Regions from separate parts of the Macaca mulatta genome. Here region 1 is linked to region 2. The links are chromatin contacts, called in public Hi-C maps. All regions are on one chromosome and are shown on one strand. Each heading gives the region's core, a stretch centred on a gene start, on an enhancer-like site or on the middle of the called end of the contact. The rest is flanking DNA. Distances are from core to core; before and after follow the strand shown. Region 1 holds the start of PLEKHF1 (pleckstrin homology and FYVE domain containing 1). Region 2 holds the start of POP4 (POP4 homolog, ribonuclease P/MRP subunit).

Region 1 (4,991 bases), core at 372-2,871, 61 kb before region 2:
GCAGGCTCCCAGGCCAGCGCGAGGATGTGAGGTTTTCTCCATGTGCACTGAGACCGCAGCACCAGGTGCCAAGCCTCCTCTCCCTCCAGAGGGCCGCCCCTCGGCTCTGTCCAGCCCTCTGACTTCTGGAAGGCCCTCCTCCGGGAAGAGACCAGTAATGAAAAACAAAGCAAAACAAAACTGGAAGTGCCGCCGACTGAGCACTTAGAACTCACCAGGCACAACGTTAAGCATATTACGTGCATTATTTCACTTAATCCTCACAAAAGCCCCCCTTGGGGAAGGTACTTCCACCACATCAAAGTCACTGCCCAAGGTCCCTGCTGAGTGATGAGGAAGCCCGGCTTCAAAATAACCATGAATTGTGGAAAGCTGCACTCAACCAGAGACCAAATCAGAACTCCACAAGTCAGAGTCCAGCGGGTGTTGCTTGGCGCTCCAAATGCCTGATGCCCACCCCATCCCGAGCAGGTCCGTCAGCTTGGCTGGGCTGTCCCACCCTCCAGGCCATACTGGCCAATCCCCCTTCCTTCCTCGGGGGGCGGGGGGTACTGGATTGGGCAGGTCCCCTAGCTCGCCCAGGGCCGCCTGACTTGTGCCTTGGCAGCCCTGAGGGCTGACCTGTGCAGGAACGCAGGCCGAAGTCACAGTCATCTCAGCTCACACAGACTCCAGTGGGAATGACGCTGTGCAGATGGGCGATCCCAGCGCATTAGGGGACTATCTCTCCACCTCCTTGGCCTCTGACCCTCTCTGAGTGGGAGATACCAGAGGTGTTCAAATTCCAAAGGAGGGCTCCCCTTGGGCTGCAGAGACCAACTTTCAGGGCGGCTGGGAACCTCTGCTTTCCCACCTGCCAAGAGGCTGACCACACCTCTGCCCTAAACGGCCCGCCAAGAGTTGGGGAAATGAGAAAGGAGGGAGATTCCAGGCAGCCTCTCTCTGCTGGCCTGCTCAAGTTTCCTCTCTAAGATGGGAGCCGTGCCCGACCCTGTTTTTCTTGACAACTCCCACCAAGATTCACAAACTCAACTGCTCCAGAGGAACTGGGACCCCAACGCCCCCCGCCGCGCCCCTGCCCAGAGGGACAGTGGTCCCATCCAGGCCTCCAGACTGCAGACTGGGACCGAGAAGAGAGAGAGGTCCCGGCGGCCACACGAGGCCAGGATCCTGGAAACACCACCATCAACCGGGTGCGCTGAGACCCCTGCAGTCCCGGGTGGCCCGCGAACCCCTCGCCTCCACCACCTTACACCTGCGCGTTTCCCCGAGGACGCCGCCTCGGCCCCTCTGACCCCTGACCGCTCTCCCTCGCTCTCCCCAGGCTCCCTGCAGCGCTCACCCAGCAAGCCGCCCAGGAGCGCCCTTCCACGGCCTCTTCTCGGGTTGGAGTCCGCGGCACTGCGCCCCGCCCGCCCAGGAGCCGCCAAGACGGCGCGGCCCGAGGGAGCTCGCTTGCCCCGGGGGTCGGGATGGGAGACTCCCCTCCTGCGCCTGCCCCGCGACCCGCAGCCCGGCCTGGGGACGGTGGGGGACTCACCTCCTGCGCCGGCCCGGTGCCCAGCCCGCGAGTTCGCACCGCGGCCGCCAGGGTCCCCGCCTGCTACGCCCAGGTCCCAACCCGCTCCGCCCAGGTCCCAGCCGGCTCCACCGGACACGCCCCCACGGTGGCTCGGCCAATCGGAGCCCGGGAAGCGGGAGGGGCGGGGCCTGGGCGCGGCTCCGGGAGGGCGCCCGGGCTCCTGAGCGCCGCAGGTCTGGGGCTGGGCGGGACTGGCGCCCCTGTTTGACCCCCTGGCCCCGCCCGGCTTCCCTTTCCGCCCGCCGCTGCCCCACGCGGAGCGCGACTGCTGTCACCTGCTGGGACTGCGACCCTGGCCTTGGGCAGGGGTGGGGTGGGGGCGCCCGCGACTGCGAGATCTGCGGGGCTCTGCGGGGAAACGGGCAGTGGGAGGCTTGTGCCTTCTGGTGCCTCCGGCGGGCCTCACAGCACAGTCACCCTCAGTGGTCAATAATCGTAATATGAAAATGCAGCAGCACTTTATAACCTTTTTTTTCTTGAGATAGGATCTCCCTCTGATGCCCAGGCTGGAGTGCAATGGCGCAATCACAGCTCACTGCAGCCTGCACAGAAATCATCCTGACCCCAGGAGAATTAGCCCACCAGGACAGGCTAGTTTTTGTATTTTTGTACTGTCGGGGGGGCGGGGGGGGGGTAGGGTCTCACTATGTTGCCCAGGCTAGTCTCGAACCCCTGAGCTCGAGCGATCCTCTCGCCTTGACCTCCTAAAGTGCTGGGATTTCAGTAGTGAGCCACCGTGCCTGACCTATTTTAAACTTTTTATAGTGGCGAATTTCAAACTGAAGGAAAGAGAACAGTCCAGGGGACCCTGGTGCCCATCACCCAAGTCCAACACTAGTAGCAAGTTATGTCACCCCTGGCTCAACTGTACCTGAGCCTCCTGTGTGACTCAGAAGGAAATTCCCAGGCCTCAGTGCCCGGGAGGCCTTCCTGGCCCTCCCTGGCCTCCTCCCAGAGGTCCTCTCAAATGGGCTTCTTCCTATTTCTTAAAGCCCCAGGCCTTTGCTTCTACCTACCAGGCCTCAGACTGTCACCTCCTCAGGGAGGCTGCCCTGGCCACCCAAAGTGGTTCCCTGTCTCCATCCCATCTCCCTCCACAGTCACCCGTGTTTATCATTTTGTAAAGCATCTCTCCCAACCCAGAGTCCTCTCCTGAGGCCACTCGTGGGGTTCAGGGCTGCCTAGCAGGCTGTGGCTTCTGTGGAATGCTCATCAACAAGTCATGCTGGTGGCTTGCCTCCCACCCAGGCCGTGAGCCCCACGGGCCAGATGGTAATTTCTTCTCGTTCAGGCGGGACTTTATTCTCATTCACCCCTGCATCCCGAGTGCTGAGAATGGGTAGTGCATAGGAGGAATGCAGTCAGTACCTGTCACATAGATGCAGGTTGTCTTGCCAAATAGAACTCCACCTGGGTACCTTGAGAGGGTCTGGCTCAGGCCGGGGCAGTGCCTGCTGGGCCAGGACCAGGCGAGAGGGGAGCAGCGGGAGGACTGATGGGCTGTGGGGCCGGAGCTAGAAGAGGTGCCTGCTGTCCTGGCGGGGGGTATGGGTGAGGCTGTGAGGTGGGTCCAGTGCTGGAGACCGGCCTCTCCCAGCTGAAAAGGGAAGGGAAAGGGGATGGGGGGAGGGGGAGGGGGAGGGGACAGGCAAGTGAGAGGGCCACCAGCTGTGGCCTTGGGGAGACCCCTCCCCACTACCACCTTATGGCGCCCACCATACCATTGCCTTGATCAGCAAGGTCAGCATTTATGAGCATTCAACAGAAGCCACCACCTGGTAAGTAACCCTGAACCCCACAAGACCCGAATAATGTCTGTTTGCTTTCAAAGTGTTTAAGCATTTTTAAAATGCATTGCTGTGAACATTTCATATGGGGAGAGTTCACATAAAAATCAGGATATTCAGCTCCTCTCAAATCAGAAGATTTGAGAATGTGGGTCCTCTTTAGAGGGGCCCTGTGTTCTCCCCTCCACTATGGTCCCCACACTCCCTCTGGTTTCCCCCTTGGGGCGCTTTATCTGCTTCCGCGCCTCCAACTGAATATACGTTTGGGTTTACAAGTCCTGAAGGGGCAGCCAGGCCTCTATACCACAGAGAGCAGAAAACACAAGGTCTGAGATCCCACAGGCTGAGTAATAACCAGGAGGGTTAGTGGGGCCACTGGGATGCTGGGAAACACTGTCTCCAGTGTACACACTGCTTGTCACCAGCGGGTGGAGGGCGACTTCAAGCTGAGCCTTCAAGGCTGCGATCCATGACTGCTCAGTGCCAGCTCCACCACCTCCCCGGCAAGAGGCTGCTTCTCAGGGAGGGTAGTCCCTGGCTGGGGTGGAGGTGGCCATGAGACTTGGAAGTCCCCTGGAAAGACAGGGCTGTCTTGTTTGTGACAGTGTCCTGGCATTTAACACCTTATCCGTAGAGAGGAGGCCTCGGGAGAAGGAAGCCTTTTCATGACTCTGGGAAACTAGAGGGAGGATGTGTTGGTCCTGCAATCAGGAGACCCCTCCTAGCCTTGTCCTGCTGGTGGTCCAGGACTCACTTGGACCTTAGTCTCCTCTTCTGTCCTTCCTTCCAGCTATGGATCTGAGTGACGTTCCGAGAAACGCCCCAGAGGCAGCACACACTGGTTTCCAGATGTCCAGCCACTTCCCAGCGAGGCTGGCTGTGCGTGGGGACAGCTGGGTGGAGGGCCTCGCTCCTCCAAATAAGAGAGGAAAAACTCGTGACTCAGGGGCAGGCAGAAGTTGAGTCAGCCAAGCCACAAGCTGTGGAAAGAATGAGGTTTCTCCGAGGCGTTTGCTACTTCTCGGGAAAGAAGCCCTTTCGGCGGAGAAGCTGGCTTCCAGACTGCGGGAACCCGGGTTTCAGGAAAGCAGCGGGGCTTGGGATTTTCAAGTTAGGGATTCTGGCAACCACCTCTGCGCCCAACGCCAGGAATTTTTTTTTTTTTTTTGGATCGTTTATTAAGTTCTGTCTACATGCCAAGCACTGTGTGCTAAACATTTTATGTTATCTTATCTCTTCCCACACTAAAACTGTCATTCCCAGCTTTCAGTTTAAGAAACTGAAATAGGCACTGAAGTATTTAAGGATGAAAACAAATGTTGCAGCAAGAGAGAGAGAAAACAAAGGAGGCAGAATATTAGCAATAGGTAAATTGGGGTCAGGTGTCTCCAATCTTTTTCTGTAAAGGGTCAAATGTTAAGTACTTTGGGCTTTGAGAGCCGGGATCTCTACGGCAACTATTGAACTTCACCGCTGCAAAGCAAAAACAGCCATAGACAATACTTAAACAAGAGGGTTAGCGTCATGGACACTGATATTTGAATTTCCTGTAATTTTCATGTGTTATGAAAAATTCTTTAAAAATTTTTTTCCAACCATTTAAAAAAGTTAAAAACCATTCT
Region 2 (5,407 bases), core at 58-2,557:
GAGTAAGAATGGGACTACTAAGGCCTGGTTTATGAGCTAAATAGCTAGAAAATGTAATTTACACTATACTCTGTAAATTTAATTCCAGCTCTCTTGTACTTCCCTGAGAATGTCTGATGCAAGGTGGTTACAAGTTTTTTTTCGTTCTTGTTTGTTTTGATATTGGGTCTTTCTCTGTTGCCCAGGCTGGAGTGCAGTGGCACAATCATAGCTCACTGCAACTTCGACCTCCTGGTTTCAAGTGATCCTCCCACCTCAGTCTCCTGAGTAGCTGGGACCACAGGTGTGTGCCACCACACCTGGCTTTTTTTTTTTTTTCTTTCCAGGTTTTGTAGAGATGGGGTCTCACTATGTTGCTGCCCAAGCTGGTCTTCAACTCTTGACCTCAAGTGATCTCCCTGCCTCAGCCTCCCAAAGGACTATAGTCGTGTCCCACCACACCCAGCCAGGTATGTTTGATCAAGCAAACCAATGTGGCTGCAAGTTTTATATACAGCATCTAGTTCTCCCTCAAGCGGAAGTTGGGGATTATAAACTGTAGAGAGCAACTTGAGGGGCCTGATAACTTTGCTTCACCTGTTACAGGTGCTTAGTAACAGACTTGGAAGTCTTTCTGCAACAATACACATCTAACAATTACTGAACACTCATTACTCGCCAGAAACCTCATTAAAAGGTAGACATATTTTTTCCCATCACACTTGTGCCCATGAGCAAATTGAAGCTCCGACATGCTGAGACAATCTACTTGATCATATAGGTACAAAGTGGCAGAGGTGAAAAATCAAAATTCTGATCGAAGGCCCAGTCTTAACGGTGACTACACGTCCCTCCTTGGCACATGTCTTCTACCCCTAAGTCCCAAAGCTCTGGGTTAGTGATATCATTCCCCAGCAGCTCTCGGCGCGTTGCATCAGATAAGAGTGTGAAACCAGCTCGCAGAAAGGAGCAGGGTCTTGACTGCGGTCACCCCGGGAGGTAGTGGCCAAGTTGGGCCAAGGCCTGGAACCCTCCTCTAGCATCGCACACCACTGAGCAGCCCCCGGGAGAACCTGACTCCAGCCCTGACATCCCTCCCTAGCTCAGAGGTCGAGCCAGGCTAACCCGTGTTCCAGCCCTCAGTTTTTATGTAGGGTGGGCCCATTCCTGTAGCGGTTCTTTAGAACTCCGCAGCGACAGGCAGCCCGGACCCATTTCACCCACCAGCACCAGGACCCCGACCCTTAACATCCCCAACCCTCTCTAACTTCCCGGCCCCGCTTACTCTTCATTCTCGGACCGCTTCCGGCGCGCTCTGATGACGCACTGGCAGTTGCTGTCGCAGACTCTCGGATATCAGAGATGGCGCTGTGCGTGACATCACCGACACTCGCCCACCTCGGGGGCGCATGCGCTTGGATAGGGATTGGGCGACTGAGAGCGTCTTAGCGGGTGTCGGGGAGCAGTGGGGAGGCGTGAGTCGCTTCTTGGGGCCTTTTCCGCTTGCATCTTTTTGCGGGACAGTCAGTAGGGTTGGGGTAAAGGCATGTGGAATGCTTTTGAAGGTCCAGAGCGGAGTGAGGCGAGGCGACTTGGAGAGGACTGGAAGGTTGGGGACTTGGGAGGGCGGAAATGGGACTGGGACGGTGGGATGACGTCTTTGTCGTCCCTAATCAGCGCTCTTACGGATGAGCCGCGGCAGCTTCCGCTGTGGGCACGGGCACCGAAGCTGGGACAGCAGGCTTAGGTTCTAGTGCCGTGTCTGCTGCTGACTAGCTGTTTAACCTCGCTTAGGGCACTTCCCATCTCTTAAGCCTCACTTGCAGTCTGTGCTGTGAATGGGGTCGGCCGCACAGGTGATGATGCGCCTCCTGGGTCCCTTTGATGGTTTCAAGACGCTTTCTTGAGACTCAGAATATTAGTTTTTATCAATAAAAAAATCATAGCAATAAGATCAAAGGTGGCTCACACCGTGGGAGGCGCAGGCGGGAGGAGCTCTTGAACCCAGGAGTTCGAGACCAGCCTGGGCAACATCGGGAGTCCCCCATCTCTACAAAACATTTAAAAAAAGGTTATCCAGGCGTGGTGGCTCGTGCCTGTAGTCCCAACTACTCGGGTATCTGAGATGGGAGGATCACTTGAGCCCAAGAAGTTCAGGGCTACAGTGAGCCTGGATCATGCCACTCCAGCCTGGGCAACAGAGTGAGACCCTGTCTCCAATAAATAAATAAATAAATAAATAAATAAATAAATAAATAAATAAATAAAAAAGATACCCCATTGCTCAGTGGAAAGGTGCAGGAGGGCCTGGTGCAGACTTCTCAGGAGTGACCCAGTGCTGGGCAGAACCGTGGTACCCCAATTTCTGCTGAGCACTGGGCCTGTGCTGGGTGGGAGAGAAAAGCAAAATGGTCCCTGTGTGGTTCTCAACTTTGAGTACAGTATACATTTCTTTACAGGGGATTCTGGGAGTATGTCCAAGGGTTTGAGTTTGAGAAACATTGGCTTACAGTTTCTTTGGTGGTTACCTTGTACCATTTTGATTTTAAACATGAGACTGCAGGCACTGAAATTCGTTCATCCCAGTGACCCCCAGCGCATTGACTTTATATATATAAAATTTACATATTAGTTTTTGAATATGTAATACACTTATGCATTTATTTTATATGTATAAAATTGAGAAATACAACATTTAAACCAAAACATGCTGCCTTTGCAGATGTCTGAAAATTGTAATTTGTGGGACCGATAACGTGAACTACCAAATGAGAACTTTTATTATTTTAAAAATTAACAAGTAAGAATTGTATGTATTTATGGTATGCAGTATGTTTTGAAATGTGTATACATTGTGTAGTGGCTAAATGAGCTAAGAGCAATGCTAATACACATTTTGTGATGATAACACTTCAAACCTACTCTCAGTGAAATTCAGGTTATTAACTGTAATTCACTGTTATTAACTGTAGTCACCATGTTTTACAATAGAGCCCTTCACAGATGTGAACTTTAAAATCGAATGAGACAGCAGAAGGTGTTAGCCAATTTCAGAGCTGTATATTCAAGGGGGGGCTTTTTGGGCAAGACCTCTGTGATTATGGATGAATGAGAAGACCTCTGTCTTTGAAAGTTTTTTTCTGGGGTTATTAGGACTCTTAACTTCCAGTTGATTCCTTCTGAGATCCCTGGGTAACTGCCAGTCTCCCCTAGAATTCCCTGATGATGGTGAGGTGGGTTGTCCTTGAGTGGCAATTACTCCATAGTTCCTTCATCACTAAATTTTTTTTTTTGAGACCGAGTCTTGCTCTCATCCAGGCTGGAGTGCAATGGCATGATCTCGGCTCACTGCAACCTCCGCCTCCTGGGTTGAAGTGATTCTCGTGCCTCAGCCTCCTGAGTAGCTGGGATTACAGGCACATGCCACCATGCCAAGCTAATTTTTGTATTTTAAGTAGAGACGAGGTTTTACCATGTTGGTCAGGTTGGTCTCGAACTCCTGACCTCATGATCTACCTGCCTTGGCCTCCCAAAGTGCTGGGATTACAGGGGTGAGCCACCGCGCCCGGCTTAAATATTTTTTAAAAAGCAAACAAACCACTTGATTATTCTCAGAAAATAATTGTTTATGTATGTAGAGAGATACTTGTGAGGATGTTTGTGATTGCTGGTTATACCAGCAAAAATTTAAAAACAATGCTATATTTGATCATAGTGGATCAAGCAAATTAACCGTGTGCTAGTAACTAATTAGGTAATTAGGTATGCTAATTGATGCATTATTAAATGCATTAATTTACCTGATTAGTTAGTACACATTTAATTTGCTTGATCCACGGATCAAATACAGGCTCACAATCACAGGATAAACTTTCATTTCAAATTTCTTGGTATCATACCTGGAGATTCGTTTTTAGCAGGTGGGTCTCAATAATCTTTTTATAAGGTGGGTCCCAATAATCTGTTTTTTTATTATAAAGTGTTCCTAGGTGTGGTACATTTGTTACAGTAGATAGGTAGTCAGGTATGAGCAGGGCAGAAGGCTCCCTGCTACACACACCAGGAATGGTGGGCCACCGTCAGGTGATGGTCAGGTGGTTGTTAACTGTTTCTCTAAAGTAATTGGCCACAGCTGGCTCTAGGGAAAAGGCAGGCTCCTAACAGATAGAAAACACCTGAAACTGATCAGCAGCTTCCCTGTAAGATCTCAGGAGTGGGGAGAAGTAATGCAAGATCCTGGAAGTAGATCCTGGAAGCAGGCCAACGTACAAAACCCCAAGTCAAGAGGTCAGGCTATGTAATCCCAGCACTTTGGGAGGCTGAGGTGGGTGGATCATGAGGTCAGGAAATCGAGACCATCCTGGCTAACACGGTGAAACCCTGTCTCTACTAAAAATACAAAAAAAAAAAAATACAAAATACAAAAAAATTAGTTGGGCATGGTGGCAGGCGCCTGTAGTCGCAGCTACACAGGAGGCTGAGGCAGGAGAATGGTGAGTGAGCCGAGATCGCACCACTGCACTCCAGACTGGGAAAAAGAGCGAGACTCCATCTCAAAAAAAAAAAAAAAAAAAAAAAAAAAAGAAACCAAGGCTGCGCTCTTGGTTTCTCAAGTTACCTGCTTGTTTGTCCTTCCAAGTTGTATAATAATTTCCTTCTTTTCTTTCCTTACTGTTCTAAAGCTTTTTTTTTTCTTTTTTTTTGAGATGGAGTCTCGCTCTGTCTGCCTGGCTGGAGTGCAGTGGCACGGTCTTGGCTCACTGCAACCTCCGCCTCCCGGTTCAAGCGATTCTCCTGCCTCAGCCTCCCAAGTAGCTGGGATTACAGACACACGCCACCATACCCACCTAATTTTTGTATTTTTAGTAGAGATGGGGTTTCACCGTGTTGGTCAGGCTGGTCTCGAATTCCTGACCTCGTGATGCGCCCCCCCTGGCCTCCCAAAGTGTTGAGATTATAGGCGTGAACCTCCCTGCCCGGCTTAAAGCTTTTTAATAAACGTCCACTCCTGCTCTGAAACTTGCCTTGGTCTCTTTTTCTGCTTTATGCCCCTCAGTCGAATTCTTTCCTTTGACAAGGCAAAAATTGAAGTTGCTGCAAACGTGTACGGATTTGTCTCCAGTTACTTGGGGTAACTCGGTTCTCTGCCACTGATAACGCATTTCTATAACATGATGGAATACCATGCAGCCTTTAAACAAATTACATGCAATTTTTTTTAAAAACATAATTTTATTTTATTTTATTTAAGCATACACACTTGAAGGACAACATATAAACATCTAGAAAAAAGCATGAGTGCAGAAAATATTTTTACATTAATTGTAATTATCTTTTAAAAGATTTAACTTCAGTCAGCAACTTAGGATTACATACAGATATGACTAAATTTTAAAATATAAATTCTTAATATCACCACTCTTATGAA

Evidence for each region. A called contact is a pair of places that touch in the nucleus more often than the background predicts.
Region 1: a contact with region 2 is called in a Hi-C map of CD4 T cells, with 4 times the contacts expected there. The contact joins the promoter of PLEKHF1 here to the promoter of POP4 in region 2. A contact is called at or near these places in 3 of 14 Hi-C or Micro-C datasets (CD4 T cells, blood and cortical neurons).

The regions. Positions count from the first base shown.
Region 1 is chr19:40,938,593-40,943,583 of T2T-MMU8v2.0, reverse strand. PLEKHF1 (pleckstrin homology and FYVE domain containing 1) reads right to left here and starts at 1,621. Exons shown (of 2, transcript NM_001193737.2): 1 at 1,541-1,621. It overlaps LOC114673999, which reads left to right. Exons shown (of 3, transcript XM_077978028.1): 1 at 1-1,193; 2 at 1,325-2,172; 3 at 4,160-4,991. The coding sequence starts at 973. The coding sequence ends at 1,790.
Region 2 is chr19:40,876,966-40,882,372 of T2T-MMU8v2.0, reverse strand. POP4 (POP4 homolog, ribonuclease P/MRP subunit) reads right to left here and starts at 1,307. Exons shown (of 6, transcript XM_077978031.1): 1 at 1,265-1,307.